2 separate regions of the Mus musculus genome follow, and region 1 is linked to region 2. A link is a contact called in public promoter capture Hi-C data. All regions are on one chromosome and are shown on one strand. The core of a region is the stretch at or near the end of the contact, and the rest is flanking DNA. Distances in the headings are between cores, read along the strand shown. Region 1 holds the start of Gjd3 (gap junction protein, delta 3). Region 2 overlaps Cdk12 (cyclin-dependent kinase 12).

Region 1 (5,719 bases), core at 602-3,101, 770 kb before region 2:
AGGCTGTAAATAGTGCCGGGGTAGCTGAAGACTGAATGAGTGGGTGACTGAGGTAGACAGAAGGGAGAAAAACACCATCTTAAATCGGGAGTCCCTCTTCCTGGCCCACTCGGGTCCCCGTGGATTGTCTATCATGGTCCCGCATCTCCCCGCACCTAGACTGGTAGACAAAGCTCCATATTAGAAAATCCTTGGCAGAAGCTTTTCTCACTGCTGTTGACCTTATGAGGTGCCACACACCTCACGGTAAACCTAGACATTGCTGAGTAGGAAAGACCAGAGCTTTGGCTTAACCACGGTAGCCAGCTATCTCCACATCTTCCTGATGCCCTCACGGAGTATTTCCAAGCACTGGGTTTGGGGTTTCTGTAACACAGCTGAGACCTGGTCATTAAGATGGGCGACTATGACGGGTGTGGTGATGCATACTTAATGTCCTGCACTTGGGAGGCTGAGGCAGGAGGATCATTTACTTCAAGGGCAGCCTGGCCTATACGGTAAGGTCCTGGCCAGCTTGAACTACACAGCGAGACTCTGTCTCGGAACAAAGTAAGAATCTTAGAGTTTAGCTGGCTCAGGTGACAGACCAAGAGATCTTAGCCCAAGTGACCTACATGGCTCATCCAAGGTCCAATAGTGGCAGAACCAAAAGCCCCCCCCCCCCAAAGCCATATTTGTTGTCCCCTAAAAGCCGAAGTTATCTCCCTCTGGCCCACAAGACCCTTCAAAAATGGGGTCAGTTGGTTGTGGTGGACCTAGTCTTCAGTTTGAGGAGTCTGCCAGGAGATAGGGTTCCCATGATTGATCTCTCTGGCTCCCTCAATTAAAAAAAAAAATGTAGCTCTAGTTAGCCTCCGTCCATCGCCAGATGGAGACATGGCTATGGGATGGGCATGGGGGGTAAGGGATGGAAAGAGAAGGCAGGAAGGACCCAACAAGGGGTGTGGCCCTGGATCTATTTCCAGGGTGGAGCCGGACCACAGGTCACCCTGTCCCTTTAAGAGAAGGGGGAGAGCTAGCCCCTCTCAGCCATACTTGTCCTATCATCCATCCCGGCCAAAGCCAAAAAGGAAAATGAAAGAGGGACCCAGAGGGACAGGTCCCAGCTGTCTCTCAAGGTCCTCCGCTCAGCTCTAAGGCCCAGGTCCCGGGGTAAGTGGGGTTGGGGACATCTAGAGGCCACTAAGGGTCTACAGGGACGGGACGTGGTGTATTCTGTGTGTCTGGGGAGGCTTACAAGAGATGCTTGATAATTGCTATCAGAGAGGAGTCGAGGGGGCTGTGCCCGGTCTCCTTGGCTGAGGTTGGTGAGGAAGGGAAGATTGAGGGCGGGCGAGAGATCCTAAGTTGGAAAAACAGGCTTCTGTGTCAGCTTCCAACCCCAAAAGGCGTTCCCTGCTGCGAGGTGAGAGAGAAAGGAGACAGTGGGGGCTCACCCGGCCTGGCCCTCCCCTTGCTCCCAGGGGTCTCAAACAGAAGGAACGTAGAATTCTAGACTCCAGTAGCCGCTCTTGCTCCTGGCACAAAAAGCCAGGCCAGCAAGGTTGGCCCTGAAGAAGAACCTAGAATCTGGGGAACCTTAGGGTCTCCCTAGCCAAGCAGGCCCAGGCCAGGTGTGCGGGGAAATCCCTCCTCAGCACCCCTCTATGCCCATATGAAGGAATCCCATAGCTGAGGATGGACTATCCTCACACTCTGACATTAACTCATTAAACCCCAGAAAATATTCTTTCCCTGGCGCCCTCCGAGATTGTTGAGGGACGGGGGTGGGGGTGGGGGTGGGGGGTGGCGGGGGACAGGGGGTATTCAGCCCGCCCCAGCCTGTGACTACCCCCTTTCCTCGTCCCCAGCGTCATGGGGGAGTGGGCGTTCCTAGGCTCCCTGCTGGACGCGGTGCAGCTACAGTCGCCGCTCGTGGGTCGTCTCTGGCTGGTGATCATGCTGATCTTCCGCATCCTGGTGCTGGCCACGGTGGGAGGTGCGGTGTTCGAGGACGAGCAGGAGGAGTTCGTGTGTAACACGTTGCAGCCCGGCTGTCGCCAGACCTGCTACGATCGCGCCTTCCCGGTGTCCCACTACCGCTTCTGGCTCTTCCACATCCTGCTGCTGTCGGCGCCGCCGGTGCTGTTCGTCATCTACTCCATGCACCAGGCCAGCAAGGAGGCGGGTGGTGCGCAGCTGGCCCCGCCGTGCGCGCGCGGGCGTGCCGAGGCGCCGTGCTCCCCGTGCGCCCTGCGCGCTCGCCGCGCGCGCCGCTGCTACCTGCTGAGCGTGGCTCTGCGCCTGCTCGCCGAGCTGGCTTTCCTGGGCGGCCAGGCGCTGCTCTACGGCTTCCGCGTGGACCCGCACTACGCGTGCGCCGGGCCACCTTGTCCGCACACGGTCGACTGTTTCGTGAGCCGGCCCACCGAGAAGACCGTCTTCGTGGTCTTCTACTTCGCCGTCGGGCTGCTGTCGGCGCTGCTCAGCGTGGCGGAGCTGGGTCACCTGCTCTGGAAGGGTCGCCAGCGCGCCAAGCTGCTCCCGCCGCCGCCGCCGTCGCCCTCTTTGCCATCGCAGCGCGGGGACCCCGACCCTTTCGGCCCGCCAGCCTACGCGCACCGCTCACCGGCAGGCGACAGCGAGGGCGAAGGCGGCAGCGGCCACAGCAAAGCGTCGCTGGCTACCGTGCGCCAGGACCTGGCCATCTAGCGGCGAGATCGGAGGCTGGATATCAGCACCCGGGTCCTTGGAGGCAGAAGGCTTTGCTTCTGAAAGACTGCGTAGGACCCTGCCTGAGCAGAAGATGAGCAGAGGGGACCGCCAGGGTTCGGGTGGGGGAGGTGTCGCACTTCCTAGTGCTGGTTACGGCAGCCGTGTTAAATCAGGGAGGCTCCTCGGTGCTGTGATCCCTGCGGAAAGGGAGGACGCCAAGGGCTCCCCTGAGAGGCGGCAAACCGGCCGTGGGTGACCTGATTGTTGCACCGGGGACAAAAATCAACAGTGATGGCAACATTCCCAGGTTCCCTGCTAATTCAGAGAAGAGTGGTTTTCCGTGAGCGCTCTGCACACACTCTCTCTGGACACACTCAGATGGGTTGGCTGCTCAAGCATAGTAAACCTCTATGAGCTGTGTGTATTTGCATGTGTATGCTTGTGAGGGTCCGCACATGCGTGTGTCCACACGTATACATCTCCCAAGTGACAGGCGATAGAGACCTGGGTTCATGCCTGCGTGCACAGAAATGTACATGTATGTCCTTGAAGGCTCTGTGTGGATGCATGTACGCATGCGTCCTGTGTTAGCTCTGTATACACACCTATACACACGTACATTCTGTGTGTGCATCCGCCACCACTGTCAGTCACTAACCCAGCCACCTATGAGGCAACTCTGTCCCCAACAGGAACTGACAGCAAACAGTCCTGTTCAGTCAGATGTGTTCTGGGCCCAGTGGCCAGGCAGGGTAGCCCAGTGGCTAGGCAGGGTAGCTAAGCTCCACCTTGGAGGCTGACTGGGACTGGGGTGGGGCTCGACTTGAAACAGTGCTGTGCTTTCGGCTTACTTCATCTCTGGTCCCACCTGCCATTGTTCCCTGTAATCTATAAATGTGACTGACTCCTACCAATCGTCAAGGAAAGCTGCCCTTCAAAGAGAGGTGTTTCTGGGTCCCCATTCCCTTGCAACTAGCCTAGACTTTTTGTTTTTGTTTTTCGAGACAGGGTTTCTCTGTGTAGCCCTGGCTGTCCTGGAACTCACTTTGTAGACCAGGTTGGCCTCGAACTCAGAAATCCACCTGCCTCTGCCTCCCGAGTGCTGGGATCAAAGGTGTGCGCCACCGACTTTTTTTTTTTCCAAAGAGATGCCACATGGCTCTGTCACCCTTTTCGTTCTGTCCTCTCACCTGTGTTCCTCCTTTGTCACCTGTGTGGCCATCCTGAATACCCTCACTAGGACCAAGTGATTAAGCCCTGACAGAGCAGGCCTGGCTGCCTTCCCCTGCACCCCTGGCTCTGTCAGATCCACTGCCCAGGCCCTGCCGTTAGCCACCATACCCCAAACAGCTCGTTCTCCCCCACACCAGCCTTCCTCTGGCCTTTGTATGCCCTGGGAGCTTTCTACATAGCCTTATTGGCCATAGGGGAATTCCCTGTTCTTGGGGTACAACCAGCCTTTTCCCCAGGCTTGCTGCACACTAGGCTCCCCTTAGTTGGGCCTCCACCCCTACCTTGCCATCCGTCAAACCAGCCTGAAGTTTCTGTCCCCGGCAAGCATGCCCACTTGGTATGCCAGTTTTAGACATGCTGTTGGGTGCAGTCTTACTTTCTGAAGGCCTGCCCCCCCCCCATTGCCTGCCTTTGTCTTTTGGTCTCATTTGAAGAAAATGTGCCTCAAGGCATGGCTTTCTCTGCCCTGAGCTACAGTCAGGCACCCTGTGTTCCAGCCTCGTACCATCTGGGCATGACATATAGTGTTTTGGGCTCCATCACTCCATCACCATGCTGAAGCCCACGCCCGCACTCCCAGTGGACGAGTCTGGTTCTCGGATGTCGGGTCGAAAGCCTGGAACCCTCCACTCAAGCATACTCGTGGATGTCCAGCTGCCTTCCAAAGACAGTCACTCAACAATAGCGGTTCAAGATCACTCACATTCAATACAGTTGCACATGAGACACAATGTAATATTTAGGTTTGATTTTGATTTCTGAGATAGGATTTTTGGGGTTTTGTGTTTTGTTTTGTTTTGTTTTTGTTTTGTTTGAGATAGATACATAGCCCTGGCTGGCTAGGAACTCAATTTGAGGCTGACCTCAAATTCAGTGACTTCAGAGACTGTCCCTGGCTCCCACTGCCAGGATTAAAAGCACACATCCATACTTACAATGTAATTTCCAATTTTCATTCAACCACATTAAAAAAGCAAACGGACACAGGCAAGATTAATGTAAGTAGTGTTGTTTTCTTTAACCTACCTTATCCAAAACAGTCCCGCTTGAGCGCATCGTCCGTCAGTGTCTGCAAGGATCAAGGAGATATTTCCCATTCTTTTTCTCACACCAACCTAGAGTGTACTGTACACATAAGGTACATGCCAGTTCAAACCAGCCCAGTCTGCAGACACGGGTGTGGCTGGCTGGCACATGCAGCCCAGATCCAGATGTTGGGCACCTACATCTACAGGCTGGCACTTCTGTCCTCATAGAGTTTGCATTTTGGTGGGAAAGACATCAGAAAAGATAAGGGGAGAGCGATGTTCCTGAGGAGGTGACACTTAAGGGACCAGTCATGAAGCCGTTTCCAAGAAAAGCATTCAGGTATTCAGGTAGCCAGTGCCAAACCTCGAGGTGGAGGTGTGCCAAAGCCAACAGAGAGACTAGTGTGGCTGGAGTTGATCGAACATGGATGGATGTGGTAAGGAGTGGCCAGCAACTTAGAAACAGTCCATCAGATCTTTTTTTTTTTTTTTTTTTTTTGGTTTTTCGAGACAGGGTTTCTCTGTGCAGCCCTGGCTGTCCTGGAACTCACTCTGTAGACCAGGCTGGCCTCAAACTCAGAAATCCGCCTGCCTCTGCCTCCCAAGTGTGGTCCACTCCCTTACTGGCGCACCTCCACCTGGTGGGACCACCTCTGCCAGCTGTTGTCCAAGCATCTGCAGCTTGTTTTCTGTAAGACACCAGTCACCTACACCTCTCTCATCAGCATCTCCTGTGTCTGGTGTTCTCCGCCCCTGCAGCAGCT
Region 2 (5,629 bases), core at 2,396-4,895:
GTGGCTTACAACTGACTTTAACTGCAGTCCCAGGGGATCCAGTACCCTCTTTTGGTCTCCTGGGACACAGGACATGCATGTAAACCATAAACATGCATGAAGACATGTATGTTCATAAAATATAAAAATTACACATCCTGTTAAACTTACTTTGGTCTCTTTTTATATGGTTGTTGAGGTGGTGTAATTGCCTTTGGCTCTGGAGAATCTGGAGGCGATGGATCTCCTCCTGGTAGCTCAGGAGGAAGAGGCAAGTCTGTAAGCAAGTGGCGAGTCCTCTGTTCCTTCTCTTTCTTTGCAGGCTTTGAAGGAAGTGTTTCTTTTGGACTAAATAGAGATCAGAGAATAAAAATTATTCAGAAACTAGGCAAACAAAGTTTACAAAGACATGTTATGTAGGCAAATCACTAATATCCATAAAATAACAATAAATCTTAAAAAAAAAAACTAAACAGATAAAACTTGGGGGCTGGAGACATGACTCAGTGGCTAAGACACTAGCTGCTCTTCCAGAGGTCCTGAGTTTAATGGCTCACAGCCATCTATAGTGGGATCTTCATGCCCTTTCTTTTCAGGTGTACATTCAAGCTAAGCATTCATATAAATAAGTAATCATTTTTTAAAATTCTACAAGAAATTAGTACTTGAATGTACTTCATATTTAAAATTAATATTTGTGTTATACTTTTAATTTAAACTTAAAAATTTTTAAAGTTTGTATCTGTGCACTATGTGCATGCAATGACAACTATAGAGGCCAGAAGAAAACATCAGATACCTTGGGACTATTGTTATATATGGGTCTAAATCGCTATGTGGGTGCTGAGAACAGAATGCAGGTCCTATAGAGGAGCAGCCAATGCTCTAAGCCACTGAGCCACGTCCCCAGCCCATTGTGGTAAAATTCTTGCCTAGCAGGTCCTAGATTCTGGGTTAAATACCCAATACCTGATGATGAAGAGGAGGCAGGAAGGGTCCAAACTTGGCCAAGTATTTAGGCAAGGAAATAAGATATTAAAAGAGGCCACAACTACACAGCAAGTTTTAAGGCCAGTAACCATATGTGTTTCAAAAATCCAAAAATTAAACCAATTCAAAAACTCTATGGAACACCTGACATTCCTATTTCTAATAAAATAAAATGTACAAAGGAAGTTCTAAAAAATTATAATGTTGGAATGAAGCTCATACAATTCATGAAACTTACTTTGTAATAAAAGATTTAAATGAGAGAGGTAACTAATACTACTTAAAAGACTTAGAGAAAACTTAGGAAAAGGAAATACTAGATCAAAGTGTTTCACAGCTAAGTTTGAAAACAAAACTCCGGAAAAAATAGGTACCTTAGTTGTTTGGGAACAGACAACAATGATCTAAGACAACACAAAATAAAAACTCTCAAAATAAAATGGAAAAAAAAAAATTCGCCTGGCGGTGGTGGTGGTTCAGACCTTTAATCCCAGCACTTGGGAGGCAGAAGCAGGGGGATTTCCGAGTTTGAGGCCAGCCTGGTCTACAGAGTGAGTTCCAGGACAGCCAGTGCTACACAGAGAAACCCTGTGTCGAAAAAACAAAAATCAAGCAACATTTTCAGACTTACTAAGACTCTGATAGGACTCACACAACCAGCAAATCATAGTAGTATGGAAGGAAGGAAGGAAGGAGGGAGGGAGGGAGGGAGGGAGGGAGGGAGGGAGGGAAGGAAAGAAAGAGAAAAGCAAGCAAGCAAGCTTTCTAGAAATTGGAAAAGTAGTCAAATTTTGGATCATTTCCCTTTTTTTAGACCTCTCACTATGTACTCATGGCCGAACTGGAACTCACACCAATCTTCCTTCTTAACTTCCTTCCTTGTCTTCCTCCTTTCCTGTTTGCTGTGATTATAGATAAAGCCTGATAAACCCAAAATTGAAAAATATTTATTTTTAAATTGTGTATGTTTGTGTATATATAAAAGTGACAGTAGATGCTCAACTAGGTGCAATGCCAGATTCCCTGGAGCTGGAGTTACACTAGACATGGGTGCTGGGAATGAATTTGGGTCCTCTGCAAGAGCAGCAACTCTGTCAACTGATTTCTTTAGCCCCCTCCCCTTTTATAAAAGTAAGTGTTCCGCTTGCATGCATGTCCGTGTACTATATGCACGCCTGGTACCTGAGAAAGTGCTGAGCCTAAGTGGAAAACCTGTCTCGAATTAAAAAAAAAAAAAAAAAAAAAAAGAGATTTCTTAGTTCTGTTTTCTAGAGGAGAAAGAAAACTAAAAGTACCTCAACTGTCCCATGACTATCACTTAAGTCCACTGTTTTTCTTTCTTTTTTTTTTTTTTTTTTTTTTTCCAGACAGGGTTTCTCTGTGTAGCCCTGGCTGTCCTGGAGCTCACTCTGTAGACCGACCAGGCTGGCCTTGAACTCAGAAATCTGCCTGCCTCTGCCTCCCAAGTGCTGGAATTAAAGGAGTGCACACCACAGCCCAGCAAGTCCACCTTTAGTTTTTTTCCTCAAAAATTACTTCATGGCTTCGGATATAGTTTATTAGCACTGAAAAATGTACATACTGCCAGGCATGGTGGCACATGCCTTTAATCTCAACATTCAAGAGGCAGAGGAAAAAGGATCTCTGTGAGTTTAAGGCCAGCCTGCACTACCTAGCAAGTTCTAGGACAGGCAGGACTATATAGAGACAGTCTTTGGGGGAATGATTAAAGGGGACAGATGACATTCTACAGGAAGATTCTATTTAACAGGACAATCATCAGTTGAGGCCACACTAACCTGAAGAGGTCAACATCTTGCTTTAATAAATTTTAAAATATTAAAAATATTAAAAATAGGGCTAGACAGATGGCTCAGCGGTTAAGAGAACTGACTGCTCTTTCAGAGGTCCTAAGTTCAATTCCCAGCAACCACATGGTGACTCACAACCATCTGTAATGGGGTCTGATGCCCCCTTCTGGTGTGTCTGAAGACAATGATGGTATACTTGCATACATTAAATAGATGTATAAATTAAAATTAATAAAATAAAATAAATAAAAAATACGAGGACCTATAAAGATCCAATGTTTAACAAACATAGCTCTTACTGTAAGGCACTAAATATGCCAAATAGGGAAAGAACCTGACATAATGAAAGAGATATTTATATGCCAAATAAAATACAGATGTACATATACAATTTCTCCTTATCTAGTGTTCCTGGTTTCTCATTCATACTTTTTTACAAATTTCCATGAGGTATTTAGGTTGCTTTAAGTCTGTATAAGAAACAGTTGACTCCTATCCCAATTTTGCAATTTTGAAATTTCTGTTAATTAAATTTAAATTAACCTGTAGGTACAAATATAACCATTTGTCACCTGACTTGTTAGAACATACCTTTAATCAAAGCACACAAGAGGCAGAAGCAAATGGATCTACAGTTGAAATTCAGGTCAGTCAGACACTTAATTTTTTTGTTGTTTTTGAGACAGGGTCTCTCTACATAGCTAGTAACTATACCCTCAGGATCTAGGCTAAGAACTCAGATCTGCCTGCCTCTGCCTCTCAGGTGCTGGGATTAAAGGAATGTGCCACTTTCCCAGCTGCATGTTTTGTTTTGTTTAAAGATAAGTTTCATCCTGTACCCGAAAGGCTTTGAAGCAGAACAGACTGCCAGTACACTTCCTGTGATATTTCTATTTTAACCTACTGAGTGCTGGATTTAGAGGCATATGCCACCTCTTGGAGGGAAAAAGGAAAATTCAATGCTCATGCTATGAAACCAGAGGAATTCTAAGAGTTCAAGGTCAATGGGGTTGCATGCTAAATCCCAGAAAAACCTGGTCTACTAGTATACTGGAGGCCAGCAAAAGCCACAGTGTCTCAACAAACAAGCAAAGAGGAATAAACTACAAACAGGGCTGAAAAGATGGATTAGCAGTTTAGAGGACTTGTTTATGGAGAACTGGGCACTTCCATGCTGGTTCACAACTGTCCTGTAACTCCAGCTGTAGAGAGATCTGATACCAATGGCCTCCTATGGCACCTACTCTCATGTATATATTACCTTGCCACATATGTACACATAAAAATAAATCTTTAAGAAATAATGTATTTTAGTTGCAGCTATGTTCTTGTACACCTCTAATCCCAGTACACAGGAAGCAAAGACAGGCAGATCTCTGCTAGTTCCAGACTATCCTGGTCTACAGAACAAGCTACAGGACAGCCAAGTCTACACAAAAACACACTGTCTCAAAAAACAAAAATGAACAAGACAAAAAAAGCTTTTTGAATTATCATTAACCAAATTCATTCACTTGTTCTGTCACCAGTATAAGCTTTATGTTATCAGAATGTTGTTTTATTTTTCTTCTCATTATCTCGATTATTTTATTATTTTGTCTGTATACCACATGCATGAAGTGACTGCAGAGGGCAAATACACTGGCACTGGAGAGACAGATAGTTGCAAACCACGATATGAGTACTGGGGATTGAACACTGGTCCTCGGAAAGAGCAGCCAGTGCTCTTTACCATTAAGGCATTGTTCCAGCCTCTCAACTATCCTGACCCTAATGCCTTATGCAATTTTAATTATTCATTTAGTCTAATAACCTATATTGAAAGGGCATATAATCCCAGCATTTGGGAGTCAATGCCAGCCCTCCAACCCTAATCTATTCCTCTATATCAGCATCCTGAGGGCTAGCATGGCAAGTGGCCACAAAGCCTAGTTTAAAGTCTCAGTCAGAGTGTGTATGTGCTTCTCTGTCTCTATCCTCTCTTATATTGTTATGTGTGTTGTAATTGCTAGTGTAGGCCTCTACACATGTGTATAAGTTGTTTGTATGTACAAGTGTAGAAGCCAGAGGCACTCAAAGGTCTTTCACTGGTGCTATCAAATTTTATTTTTTGAGACAATATTTCTCACTGAATTGAATCTCCTCAAATTCTCCAGTCTAGCTGGCCAATAAGCTACAGAGACTGATCTCTTTCTTCCCTCAGTCTCAAGAAAAATACAAAATCTTCACTTCCATTTCTTACCTTTAATAATTTATGAATAAAAAAAAATTACTCAGGAAAAAAAAAAAACAAAAAAAACCCACAAAAACCAGTTACCAAATACTTACAATAATGACATTGAGTTGGGCATAGTAGCCCCACTTTTAATCCTAGAATTCTGGAGGTAGAGCCAAGCAGATTGATGAGTTCCAGGCTAGCAAGGGCTACATAATAAGACTTTGTCTCCAAAAAAACCAAAATATTTAAATAAAAACAAAAGAACTAGCCTTGGTAATGAATAACTGTAGTCCTAGCACATGGATAGCTCAAGAAGGAAGATGTCTGAAGACCAGGAGTTGACACAGACTAGATAATAAAGTAATACCTTAGCTCAAAAGTAAAACACTCTCTCCACTCCCTACCCTTTCCACTATCCACAATTATACTACAACATTTTTAAGATGCACAGAAGGTAGTCTGAAAGAATATAGATCTTAAGAACTAAAAAGAATAAACAGGACTGGAGAAATAGTTTAGTCAGTAATGTTTGCTACCCAAGCAAGGACTTAAGTTTGTCTATAACACCTATATTAAAAAATGGGCTTATAATCTCAGCATCAGGGAGATAGAAACAGAAATATTCAAAGGG

The links. Promoter capture Hi-C pulls out the DNA fragments that hold promoters and counts their contacts.
Region 1: a contact with region 2 is called in a promoter capture Hi-C map of pre-B cells, with 4 times the contacts expected there. The contact joins the promoter of Gjd3 here to the enhancer-like site in region 2. A contact is called at or near these places in 2 of 39 promoter capture datasets (cranial neural crest and pre-B cells), 3 of 484 Hi-C or Micro-C datasets (embryonic stem cells, gonadal supporting cells and myeloid progenitors), 1 of 115 datasets of contacts at active chromatin or transcription factors (embryonic stem cells) and 1 of 9 other capture datasets (embryonic stem cells).

The regions. Positions count from the first base shown.
Region 1 is chr11:98,979,152-98,984,870 of GRCm38.p6, reverse strand. Gjd3 (gap junction protein, delta 3) reads left to right here and starts at 1,851. Exons shown (of 1, transcript NM_178596.3): 1 at 1,851-4,924. The coding sequence starts at 1,855. The coding sequence ends at 2,691.
Region 2 is chr11:98,213,772-98,219,400 of GRCm38.p6, reverse strand. It overlaps Cdk12 (cyclin-dependent kinase 12), which reads right to left. Exons shown (of 14, transcript NM_001109626.1): 3 at 151-327. Among named protein-coding and RNA genes, the nearest start is that of Cdk12, 13 kb to the right of the region's middle. Within about 2 kb of position 3,645, at least 6 of the 459 cell types and tissues checked have an H3K27ac peak or open chromatin away from gene starts, as enhancers often do. A contact at or near this core is called in pre-B cells, where this site is marked.